Regions from separate parts of the Oryzias latipes genome. Here region 2 is linked to region 1. A link is a contact called in public Hi-C data. All regions are on one chromosome and are shown on one strand. The core of a region is the stretch at or near the end of the contact, and the rest is flanking DNA. Distances in the headings are between cores, read along the strand shown. Region 1 holds the start of zfhx4 (zinc finger homeobox protein 4). Region 2 overlaps zfhx4 (zinc finger homeobox protein 4).

Region 1 (5,970 bases), core at 1,097-3,596:
AACATATTTAATTTATGATTACTGGAATCCTTTTTTTGCATTGTTTATAATTAAAAAATATTTATATCTATTTTACATACCATTTTAGGAAACTGTATTCAAACCTGTGCTGTTTTGGTCTGCAGAGTCATAAGGATCTGAGTGATAATCAATGCGGAGTTCAGCGTTTAACTGGGTTTGATTTGACGCGGGTGGGTGTGGATGCGCGCGCTCCTGTCTACTCTGACGAGAGGCGGTCAAATTCACTTTTTTTTGTAATATCTGGAAGACACGCTGCAGACGCGTGCCTATTAAGCAGAGTTCAACAATAAAAGAAGATCGGAATACCAAGAGGGTAAGTGGGAGGAGTGCAGCAGGGCCAAGCGAGGCTGAATGGAAACAACTGTGCGCGCGCGTCTGCGTCAGTGTGTTTGTGTGTGTGTGTGTGTGTGTACTTATATGTTACCTCGTTGGGACCCTTTCTAGTCAGAATTTATGGTCCAGTGGGTTCTTCAGTAAAGCGCTCAGTTCTTGTTTGTTTTTTGCTTTTCTGCTGAGGTGTGATTATGGTTTGGGCTGGACGGCTGGTGATTTGGGTTTTTGTTTTTTTAAACAAATGTGAAGTCAGTAAAAATTACTGTGCGCGTCAGGTTTGCATGCGTTTCAGGTCATTTTTTTTATCTAGCAACTCACCCTTTTCCCCATGTGTCTCGTCTTGCCCCGCATCCTCTTCATGGTTGTATCGAAACTTGTGTATATTTTTTTTTGGATTGGAGGGGGGGGGGGGGGTATCATGGCAGATTCGACCCCCTTTGCGTCCCAGTCAGATTGTGCTTATCAAATAAGCAGAGCTGCATCGACAGGACCCCTCGCCAGCCTTTGCCCTTACCCCCGTCCACCCCCTTCACCCCTCAGTCTCAAGAGCTACCCCTCCCCACCACCACCTCTCTATCCCTCTCCTCCACCTCCCTGTGTCTTCCCTAGCTCGAGAGCCCCAACAGCTGTGGTCCTGTGTAAATTTTACATGACTGGCACCACCCATTTTTAACCCTTCCGCTTGTCCTTACCCCCCCCCCCACTCTTCCTCCTCCTCCCCCCACCCTCACCTAATATCATGTTGCATATTACTAGAGTTTATGCAACAGCTCATTTGACGGCGCGCACCGGCTGTCCAGCTCCATGCGTCTAGGGGTTGGGCATTTGCATGTGTGATTGCAGCGCCTGAAGGGGCTCGGCCGTGGGATGCTGAAGTGGGATACTTCGGCGTGCAGGTGGAAGATATAGAACGGGGTCCTCCATGGAGTTCAGGAAGGGGAGGTGCGCAGAAACGACTCCCCTTGACCCCCCCCCCCCATCCTCCTCTCCCCCTCCGAATGCTGCGCAAACCCGTGTACACCCGCTTTGATTTTGATTAGAGGCACTCGTCTAATTGTGGTCATCAGGACTGTCCGCGTTCATCTGGAAGCACTTTGACATATAAGCATCAAAAATCGGACTTGGAGAAAGCTTCAAGGCCAAGGGTGCCCATGGGGGAGGGATGCAGGGGGGGTAGGGGTCAATATGAGGAATTGTTTTATTTCCCTGTAATTTCAAGTAAATTGTCTGAACAAAGGTTTCACTTGTATCACCTCAGTCACAGCAGGAAGAAATTCTAAATCAATGACAAAAAAGAGAAAGAAAGAAAAAGAATATTGAAAATCCCAGGGGCATAATCCAATTAAATCATACCCCCTTGATGTAAGGTGCTGTTTTTAGTCCTCCACGTGAAAATGTTAAAGAAGTTCTGATCTTGGACTATAAGGCAAAAAAGCAGCTCTTTGTTTTTAGCCCATGCAGGCGCAATAGCTTTCCTTTTTTTCTGCTCTTCTCTTTGCTTTTTTTTCCCTCTCCCTCCCTCTCTTTAAAAAGGGAGCGGAAGAGTGGGCTGATACCGGTCTCATGTTGCGTATGGATTTTCGTTTATATAATCGATTGAAATGACCCAATACATTGATTTTGGGTTCAGTGTTTTACAAACAAGCGTTTATGGGTCTCGATTTTATGTTAGGGAAGATTCCAGTGTGCCACCGTTGCGCACAGAAGTCAAGATAGTTGATTTGTAAATAAATACCTGAATACAAACAAAAATAAATATCTTATTGTTTCATGTTTTTTAAAGACAAAAAAAATCTGATTTAGGAGTTGAGAAAAAAGAAAAAGAAGGGGGAAACAGACTTTAAAAAGACAATATTGTGCTGCCTCTCTCCTTAATCAAATAAAGTGGTGTAAAAAATAACGCGCACACACGCGCACGCACGCACACACAAAAGCATTTCCTTCCCTCTGAATTTCTCCTTGAATTATATGCCATCACTAGTGTGTGTGATTGCGGAATATTAAATTAAAGTGGGATAAGTCCGCACCGAGGCGGGCTGCGTCCAATCCGCAACTCATTTCCCCTGTTGTAGCACCGCATCACTGCGCTCCTCTCTTTTCAATGACAATGTGCCAAATCTGGGCATTTTGAAAACACTTTCCATATGCTATTATCGGATCGCTACTGAGCAAGAGAAAGACAGAAAAGAAGGAAAACGGAATGCTTTATACCAAAGGTACCACGAGACTGCATTTTTATGTTTCTTCTTTTTGCTCTGCCTTATTTTAGTTTGGGAAAATTAAAAAAAAACACAAAGGTAAGAGAGGGCGAATTTTAAGTTTTTACACGACCGTTGCTGAGTGGCTTTAAGGGCTGAAGGGGAAAATGTCTCCATAGTTTAATGGTTTGTAGGCAAAAACTTTAGCTTGTTTTATTGTTTTCCTTCTTTTTTCATGTTTTATGGTTCTCAGTAATTGCCGCTTTCTTCTTTTTTGGACTTTTTCTTCTGAGGCTGAGCTGAAAGAACATGTAGTGACACCTTTATTTTTTATTTTTTATACTTCTGCTCTTTTGTAGATTGTATTTGTTAAAGTAAACGATTTCATGGATTTTTTATGAATTGAGATATATTCTGATTTCTTGGATTATGTACGGTCTGTCCGATTGATTTTTGCGCAAATTTCAACATTTTTGTAGCGGTTTTCTTGACTTTACCTGCACATCCTGGGAGAAAGGCTCACATTGGTGTTATGCTTTAGAGAGTGTCACTTGTTATTGTTTGTTTTTAGGGCCTTTCTGGGGCTTGTTTTTGCGTGTTGAGTGGGCTTGTGGGTCACTGTGGCAGGGTTGCGGGTCAGAGCTGGGAGCTTTTTTGGCGTGCTTTTGTGTCTGCCCCGGTGAGGCGGAGGGGGTCAGCTCTGTAACCCCATGAGGGCGCCGACGCACTGGACAAACAAGGCGGAAGTCCGATGGACATCCACTAAAAGAAAAATTAATTTGAGCAGGTGTTTGGACTGGATGGATAAAATAACTTAGAACTTAAGACATTTATTAAAAAATGTAACAAATTGAGCAAAAGCCAAAAATAAATCAATCGAATTTCGACTTTGACCTCATCAAATATTGATTGATTGATCAGTTGAACAGTTATTTTACATGGCATCATACAGTGATGATGCAGCCAATATATTGATATTTCATGATTGATCCGCTGAAGTGACACAAAATCACTTCAAGGTTTAACTCCTACCTTTAAAAAGAGTATTGATGCATCAGAGCGAGAGGAACTCCTTTAATGCCGGATAATTACACGACAATCCCACCCAAAAATTTTTATTTCACTCATCTTGATCAAAGTTTTCGGTGATCCCACCGTGACGTTGCTCAGCTCAGCTGTTTATTTTCTTTACCCACATAAGTCGCACATTGATTCGTGCGCAAAAGCGCGCACAGCGGTGCCAAACCGGAGAATGCAGATAAAAATCTATAATTAATTGAGGATGCCGCTGATATGGAAATGGGGAGAAATATTAGCTAAGGCGGTCTATTGTCGAGCGGTCCTCCAGAGAAAGAGCATCGTCTGCTGGGAGAGAGGGGAGGGTGGCGGACAGGGGGATTTACAAAACGCAGGAGGTTAAGATAAGCGGCAGTCTGTATCAGCTCTCTAAATCCGCTTTGCACTTTCTCATTTTCTCGGGGAAAACAAACAAAAATAAATAAATAACAGACGCATCTTTGCTGAAAATGGCAGCGGCACGCGCAGCTGTTTAATCACTGGAAAGCTGGAAAGAAGGGCATCCTCTCGCAGAAATGCGCACAGAAAAAGAGAAAGAAATGGGGGGGGGGAAAATCTGCTTTGTGTTCAAATAAGTCCTCCGTTCAAGGTGTAAGAAATGACAAATAGGTCCATTCCGTGCAGCTTTGGACAGATCAATGCGCCACTAGGTGCGCGTCCGTAGCGGCAGCGGGTAGAGCCGACTCTCCAAGCCGTGTGTGAGCGACGCCTCCCAGGGCTGGCAGGCTTAGAGAACCCCCCTGAAGGACAGGGGAGGCAGTTGCAGCAGCAGCGGCGAGAGTAAGAGCCTTGGATCCGGGTGGAAAGTGACGCCTCTGTGTTCATCACCTCGACCCACCCACCCTCTCAGTAAAAGGACCGCTCTACACCCAGAATAAACAGCCTCGGGTCGGGTCGGGCTCGGATCCCTTGGTTTCTTAAGGATCCAGTTGGTATGAGAGCAGTCCAGTCAATGTGGCTGCAAAGGAGACCTTGTACTTCACTTGCCAGCAGCAGCCTTATCATCACATCCCAAGCCCCGGCTCATGCAGTTCAATTCACCCCCAGCTTCGATTTTTTCCATGAAGGCGAACAAGATCTCTTGATTTCCCCCCCGATTGAGACTGTGGAAAGTCTTCCTATTGCCCAAAAGCCTCTATTAAGAAACCGGTGGGGGAAACACAGTAAACGGTTTGCATTGAAAAAGTATACCGCTAAAAGACCGGGGCACTTTGGAAGAAACACTAAATGTAGACGCCAGTGAATTGAGCTTTGAAAGGAGAGGGGGATTTTTGGGTGACCCTGTATTGGATTTTGCAGTTTGGCTCTATTGAACCCACACGGGGCCTCAGTGGTCCCGAAAGGGCAAAGATGACTTTCCAACATGTGGTGGATTACTCTGAAGCTTTGTGGATTGGATTTTTTTAAGCTCAACTGTTTATACGCAGCCCACATGCAGAGATCAGCAGATCGAAAGTAAAATCCCTATTTTTCAGGAAAAACAATATTTCAGCAAAGAATATACAAATCCGCGCGTGGGGTGGATTTTTCTTGTTTTTTTACTTTAAAAATAGATATTTTCTTTAAAGGTGCAGATCCGGTTTGATGCGCATCATGTTGTGGCTCAGTTTATTTTCTTGTAGTTAAACCTATTAGATATATACTTTTAAAAGAAAAGAAAAAAACTAAAAACATTTCAATTATTATTTTCCAGCTGAAACGTTTTCTCTGCGCTTTGGAAAATAGTGCACCTGTTTCATCATCAATAATAAATAAATCAAGCTGATATGGTGGAAAAGAAGACGTATTTTTATTTTCTTTTTATTGTTTTGTGTTCTTTTTTTGCAGGTAAACCTATGACAAATTTGTTTATAAAATATAAAAATAAAACATAAAATGTGTTCTTGGAAGTGTTTCCTAAAGGGAATCCCGATTAGTGTGGAAGAAGCGCGCGCCTATTGTTGTGCGTAATTTGGCCCTGAGCATACAAAAGGGTTTCCAAAGCGCAGAGACCCATGCGGCCGCCAGGGCTCCGTGTGCGCGTCATTTGCAATGTGGAGACTGTTGATCAACTCACTAATTACACTTCTCTCCTCTCTCCCTCCCTCTCCGTCTCCCTTTGCTCCCTCCCTCCTTCTCTCTCTCCTCTCCCTCTCTCCCTCTCTCTCTCCTATTCGCCCTCTCTCTCTCTGTGTCTCTCTACCCATTCCCAGAGTGCATATCGGGAAATAGACACACAAAGACATGCGCACTCAACTTAATCAGCCATTTTTTTAAACAGGGCTAAAACGATAATAATTAGCAGAATAAAGACATATCGGATTTTCATTTCCTTTCCTCCGTTTCCCCCGACCCTCGTCCA
Region 2 (5,970 bases), core at 980-3,479, 60 kb after region 1:
CGTTTAAGCATTGTCCATTTGGCCGCTGACCGTCACAGGCCTGTTTTAGGCATAGCCAGACAGACTCGCAAACAGAAAAACACACAAACAACCATTCTCTCAAACCGCGGCAGCCATTTTATTAGATTCCCTGTTTTCAGGCCTCGTATTAGTTCCCGGAAAATAAATAAACCTTGAATGCATGACAAGGACCAGTCTGCTCAAATCGAAACTATATCTATCCTATCTTTGTTTACCGGTTTGGAGATGGATGGAGAGATTGAGGGATAAATGAAGGCACAGAGGAGCAGCTGGGATAGGTATATGGATGGATAGCTGAGTGAAAAGTTAGAAAAATAGATGGACAGATAGATAGATAGGTGGACAGATAAATGGATAGATAGATAGACGGATGAATGAGGCAGGGAGATCTTGTTGGGCTGATAGAGTCGAGCAGCAATGCCGAGAAACAGCTGCTTTCTTCATTAGGTTCATCTATTGATCTCGGACCCTTGTTGTGCGAGTGTGTACCTGTTTGCATGTGTGTGGCTGTGTGTGTTTTAAAAACGGAGAAAGGAGAAAGACAGGAGCCCCTGTAGATAAGTGCTGGTAATAGAACAGAATGAATTCTTATCACAGAGATGGGAAGGCCATTAACCCTCAGCTTCTAGTTGTCTCTTTTTCTCTCTGTGTGTCGCTGTCTGGTCTGGCTCCTTTTTTTCTCTTTCTTTCCCTTTTTCCTGCGGACCGAACCTGGCAGGGTCACGTTGGCGGGTGTGTGCGATATTTCCACGAGGAGTGTGACTCTGAAAAGAGTATGTTTTTCAGCTGCCGTTGTGCAGACTGCCCCCATCGGCCAGATGTTTATAATCAGAGGCTGGATAAATATTAGACTAAGGAATTTTGAGAGAAAAAAAATGAAAAAAAGAGGAATAGGGAAGGAGATGGGAGGAGATGAACCAGAGGAGAGGAATCTTCTTTTTAAATTATTCCTAAATCCTTCTGTAAGCTTGCCGTGCCGCCTCCTTGATTCACCTCCTCAGCCTCAGGTGATTCAAACGCGAAATGCAATATGGCTGTTGTGTAAGATGCAGGTGTTTGTGTGTATGTCTGCAAATGTGCAGAAGTTGAGCTAACCTATTGTATAAAGCCAGGTGTTGCTGCAGTTTTCCTTGCCAGCCTCCCCACTGAACCTTTTGAAGCCACATTTTCTTCCCGTGAATACCTTTTGTATTTGCCATTAAGGAATCATTAACATCCCTGTGCCAATGCACACACAAGTGCTCATGGCACAGAAAATGAAACCCCTCTTAACACAAAACAACAGTCTCTTTTTGCGCAGCAAGCAAGACGTGCAAGCCTTTAATCTCTGCCATGTTTATTCATATGAACCCCCCCCCCCCTTTTTTTTTTTCTTTTCCAGAAGAGTAATAGATGTTTTGTTAGTTGCCTGCAAGACACTGGAGCGGGCAATTCAAGCAAAAAGAAAATACAATAAAATGTCTCAGGAAGTTGTAATTGACAACAACAAAGTAAATTTGCTGCTGATGCTTTTTTTTATTTTATTTCCACAAGTCATTTTTTCTGTCACTTCAGCTTATTGACATTCACTCCATGAGCAAATTAAACACGACAATCCCATTGTCTGGCTCTCAGGGTCGACCTGAAACAATAGACACATTTTCCTGGGGAAATTTCATTCTCATGCGTTCTAAAGTGAAAGTGGCCGACTGTGGGGTGGATTTGAGCGTGTGGATGGCAACCCGTGTGTGCCGCTGTGTTTACATGTTGGAATGCAGGCCGTAGACACTTTTGCATGAAATACGTTGAAAGCTGTGTGGGAGTGAGTGTGTTTTTGGTTCCCCTCAGTATAGGTGTGTGTGTGTGTGTGCACGCCATACGCCTGTGCGTGTGTGTTTGAGTGAGTTATTCCCAGGCCCTGTGCAGGAGCTGTGGACCCTCTCTGCTGGGTTGATGTTTAGTATTTTAGACATGCTACATTAACAACATCTGGTTAAGATCTAAATGCTTGTTAAACGCACTGAAATTCGGGGGGAAAGGTACTGGGGAAAGTGGGGGGATAAAGATGGGGAGTAGGGTAAATAAAGATTTGAGGGTGAGAGAACGCAAGGGAGGGAGTTCAGTAAGTCTGTAAGGTTATTACTCTGGCAGCATTACCACTGGCCCTTGACTGTGTGTGTGAGTGCATGGCTGGGAGTGTGTGTGATGGTGTAATGTTTCAAAGCTTTCTCCTTAAAACCTAGAGGCCAAACGAGAGCCACGCGCGCGGCGCAGGAATGTGACATCACAGGGCCCCGCTGCAAGCATACGTATTCGCACACGCACATGCGGTCTCACAGGGGACACGACCAGAGTTGTAAGAAGAAATCAGCATCAACATCACACCTAACTTGGGGAGACGTGACAGTCAGGGGTGTTGCACAGAACATTAAGGCTGCATCATTACCACAGATGCACAGAGAATCTAGTGTTTTATTAATACCAAACGTAAACGTATAGCTTGAGTTCCAAAAAAGTAATGATTTCTCTTTTATTTCTTATGATGTTTTCCTTGACAGCAATTACAGTTTCAGCTGATGTTCCACTTTCATTGTGACTCTGTGATATAAGCTAAACAAAATGTTGGGGAAGATATTTTTATTTTATTTTTTACCCCTTTAATGAGCACCATTCTAGCCCTAAGGAAGCAAATTAAAGGTGGCTCAGCCCAGCTAATGAATTCAGCCATTTTGGAGCCTTAGCGTCCAGTTTCCTGGTGTAGCATCGCTCCTCAGTTGTGTGCCGTATGACTGAGTCCTCCACCGGGCACATAATGACCCGGCATGGCGGTTATGGGCCCTTTGGGGAAACGGGAGGGGGAGTGAGTGGTCTCAGAGCAGGTCATTATACAGCTGGAGGGCACACACGCACATACAAACACACACTGTGCTGACACTTTCGATACAGTCTTCATTGCCTCCATCTCCCATATGTCTATTGCTCCATTTTTCTGCTTCCAAACATCTTTTTCTAAGTACTTTTTCTCCCCGGGTTTTTTTTAGTATCTGAACATTTCTCGCTGCCAGATTTATTTGTGTTGAGAAATAAGCAATTAAATTGGGACATATTTTCATCATAACATTGTTTTGTAAATGTCATCTTTCACTAGACAAGAAATTGGTTGCTTTCAAATCTTAGTTAAATCTTAAAACCAGTTGTGAGTCTGATCAGGAGTCAGGACTTAATTTTTCTTTCTCCAGGACAGATAAATATAGGCTGATGTTGGTTGCAAGGTAATCGAACCCAGGAGCTGTGGTTATCTCAATCCCACTGGCCGGCTGACTTTAATGTTCAGACTGACCCACATCAAAGAGAGTCTCACCAGGCTGCCAAAATCACACACCCTCCACAGCCTGGACCACTCTCCCTACATGTGTGTGTTCACGAGCACAAGCCGAGGAAGGCATCTGCAGAAGTTTGGCTCTGCGAATCCTCTGGTAGCGATTAAGTTGACGGCTAGGAGTCCCCTCTGTCATTCACACACACGTATGCCTGCATACACATTTGCACATCTTGCATGCAAACCCATGGTCACTGTCTCACTTAGTTGATCAATGGCGCACATGCACACAAACAAAGAAAAAAAAATAGACCTGCATACGTGCACAGGAGATCGCACGCTTGCGTGCACACATATGTAGTGCGTTGCTGTCAGGGTCAGTCAGAGGGCAGACGCTGAGCTGATGTATGGAGAGAGCTCGTCTGGGAATGTCCTCCGTGTGGAAGCACATTCCCAGTGTGCATATGCGTCCATACAGACGCAGCACAACCGAACAGAAGAAGAAAGTAAAGAATAAATAAACACTGAATGGGTCCAGATGATCACTCATCCTTTTTCCTGCTTTTTCTTAATTGTTTTTCCCTTTTTTTCCACTCACTACACCTTATTCTTTCCTGTAGCTACAGGTAGGCTGCCCCCTGGAGGCAAGAGAAAATCGTACTGTTGACATGATGTCTCCCACCTTGCCACTTTCACTGTTCTACATATACTTTTATTGTTGTCCTTTACATACTTGAATGATTTTATTTATATTTTCACCATTTCACAGAGTTTATTTATTTGATAAATGGTTAAAGCATTGTATATAATAAAGAAAGTGCATCCCCACCCAAATCGTTAAGCAATTGCTAACATAATAAGAGCTTTGTTTTGATTTTTTTAATATTTTTTCTTTACATATTGTTCAGCCATAATGTGTGTTCTAACATCCTCTGTGGATTCAGCCATCTTTTTCTTTTGCTTTTCTAACCCTCATTCCTTCTTGCTTGTGTCGAACACGATGTTCAAATTTTTTTTTTTGTCCCCTTTTATACAAAAGTCCTGCAACGAGAAAAGATAAACCACTGATGAAGGACTTTCAAACCCTCCACACACAACCATATCAACTCGCACCCCTCGCATCCTTCTTTTTTTCCTCTATATGTTGGAAAGGTGAATTAAAATACGAAGATGGACGCTGCAGCACCAGCAGTGAAAATTGCAATTTCTGCAGCCCGGCACTCTTGGCTGACAGGAGATATTTCATCTCCGTTGTCACCGATGTATTAATAAAACATCAGGAGCAGAGTGCAGTCCCAGTCTCTTTCTCTTTCCCTTATAAACACACATACACACACATTGACTCATATGCACACAGACGCTGTGTGCACACAAAATGTGCACAGCATGTGCTAATATAAAAAAAAAAGGGGGGGGGGGAGGGGGGAAAAAAAGACAATGTTTCTGTTTGCAGGCACACACCAACACAAACGCAATTTCCTCCACAATCACACACCAGCATCTGCCTTAAAAATCTCATGCTGTATATAATGTCCACTTAATGTGTTGCAGCTTAAAGCAATGGCGCCACTGCTAGTCCCTGTGTGTGTGTGTGTGTGTGTTTGCACCATGTGGTATGTAAAAGGGTTAATCATATCATGTTTCTAAGGGGGATTCGCAGACCTCTCTTGCACATCACACAATGGCCAAAGTGATTGTATGCAAATGCGCGCTGACCTCAGTGCACCATTTGCCTGATTTCTGCGAATATGACTCTGTGTGAGTGCTAGTGTGTGTTGTGAAGTATGGTTATTACGGCGGTGCAGGATTGATGAGCACAGCTCTTTTAAGCGTGCACACACACACACACACACACCTGCGCACACAAAGACACATCGCAGTTTCATTCCCCGACAGAGAGAGGGGTTTATGTGAGGGAGGCCAGCACCCCCACCTCATTTAGAAGACATGAAATTTTTAACGGTTGTGTGTGTGTTTGTTTGTGTGTGAGTGAGAGATCTGATGCCTGTTTGCAATTGTTTTGATTGGGATTTGGTGTGCTACTGCTGAGATGGAGGAAGACATGCACATATATATATTTATATAAATATACACCCACACTTATATCTGTTTATAAATGTATATATGTATATGTGTGTGTATGTGTGTGTGCACGCAAGTGTGCCTGGTTATCTGGCCTCTCTCAGACTGCTCAAAATTCATTACAAAGTGACATCAGCCCAGTTGGAGACAAATGATGGCTGGATGAAAGAGAGCGCTGGGGCTCGGCTAGGATTAGTGTTGGCTTGTGCTGGCGACACATATACACACGCGCACACACTGATACGCGAACACACACTTTAATCCACTGGCAGAACACTGCAGATACACAGAATTATCAAACAAGGGGTTGAACTCTCAGAGATGGGCAGGCTAATCTGCTAATAGTACAGAGCTGCACATGTGTGTTGGTTTGTCTATTTTTGTGTGGCATGCATTTTTTTTTTTACTGAGGTATGCAGAAACACAATGATATACTATTCATGTGCAGCATACCAGTGGTCACAGAATATATACTATTTATTTGTGGCATTAATTGTCTTTTTTTTGCACCATAAAGAGGCTGTGTTTCATAGAGCTCCCAAAAATGCTAATGTCAAGTATTTATAAAA

Evidence for each region. Hi-C and Micro-C count contacts between places; a contact is called where the count stands out from the background.
Region 2: a contact with region 1 is called in a Hi-C map of embryo, with 2.1 times the contacts expected there. The contact joins the enhancer-like site here to the promoter of zfhx4 in region 1. A contact is called at or near these places in 3 of 5 Hi-C or Micro-C datasets (embryo and fibroblasts).

Annotation. Positions count from the first base shown.
Region 1 is chr20:13,816,149-13,822,118 of ASM223467v1, forward strand. zfhx4 (zinc finger homeobox protein 4) reads left to right here and starts at 2,347. Exons shown (of 12, transcript XM_023950365.1): 1 at 2,347-2,570.
Region 2 is chr20:13,875,967-13,881,936 of ASM223467v1, forward strand. All of the region lies in intron 6 of zfhx4 (zinc finger homeobox protein 4), which reads left to right. Among protein-coding and RNA genes, the nearest start is that of pex2, 45 kb to the right of the region's middle. Within about 2 kb of position 2,230, at least 2 of the 8 cell types and tissues checked have an H3K27ac peak or open chromatin away from gene starts, as enhancers often do.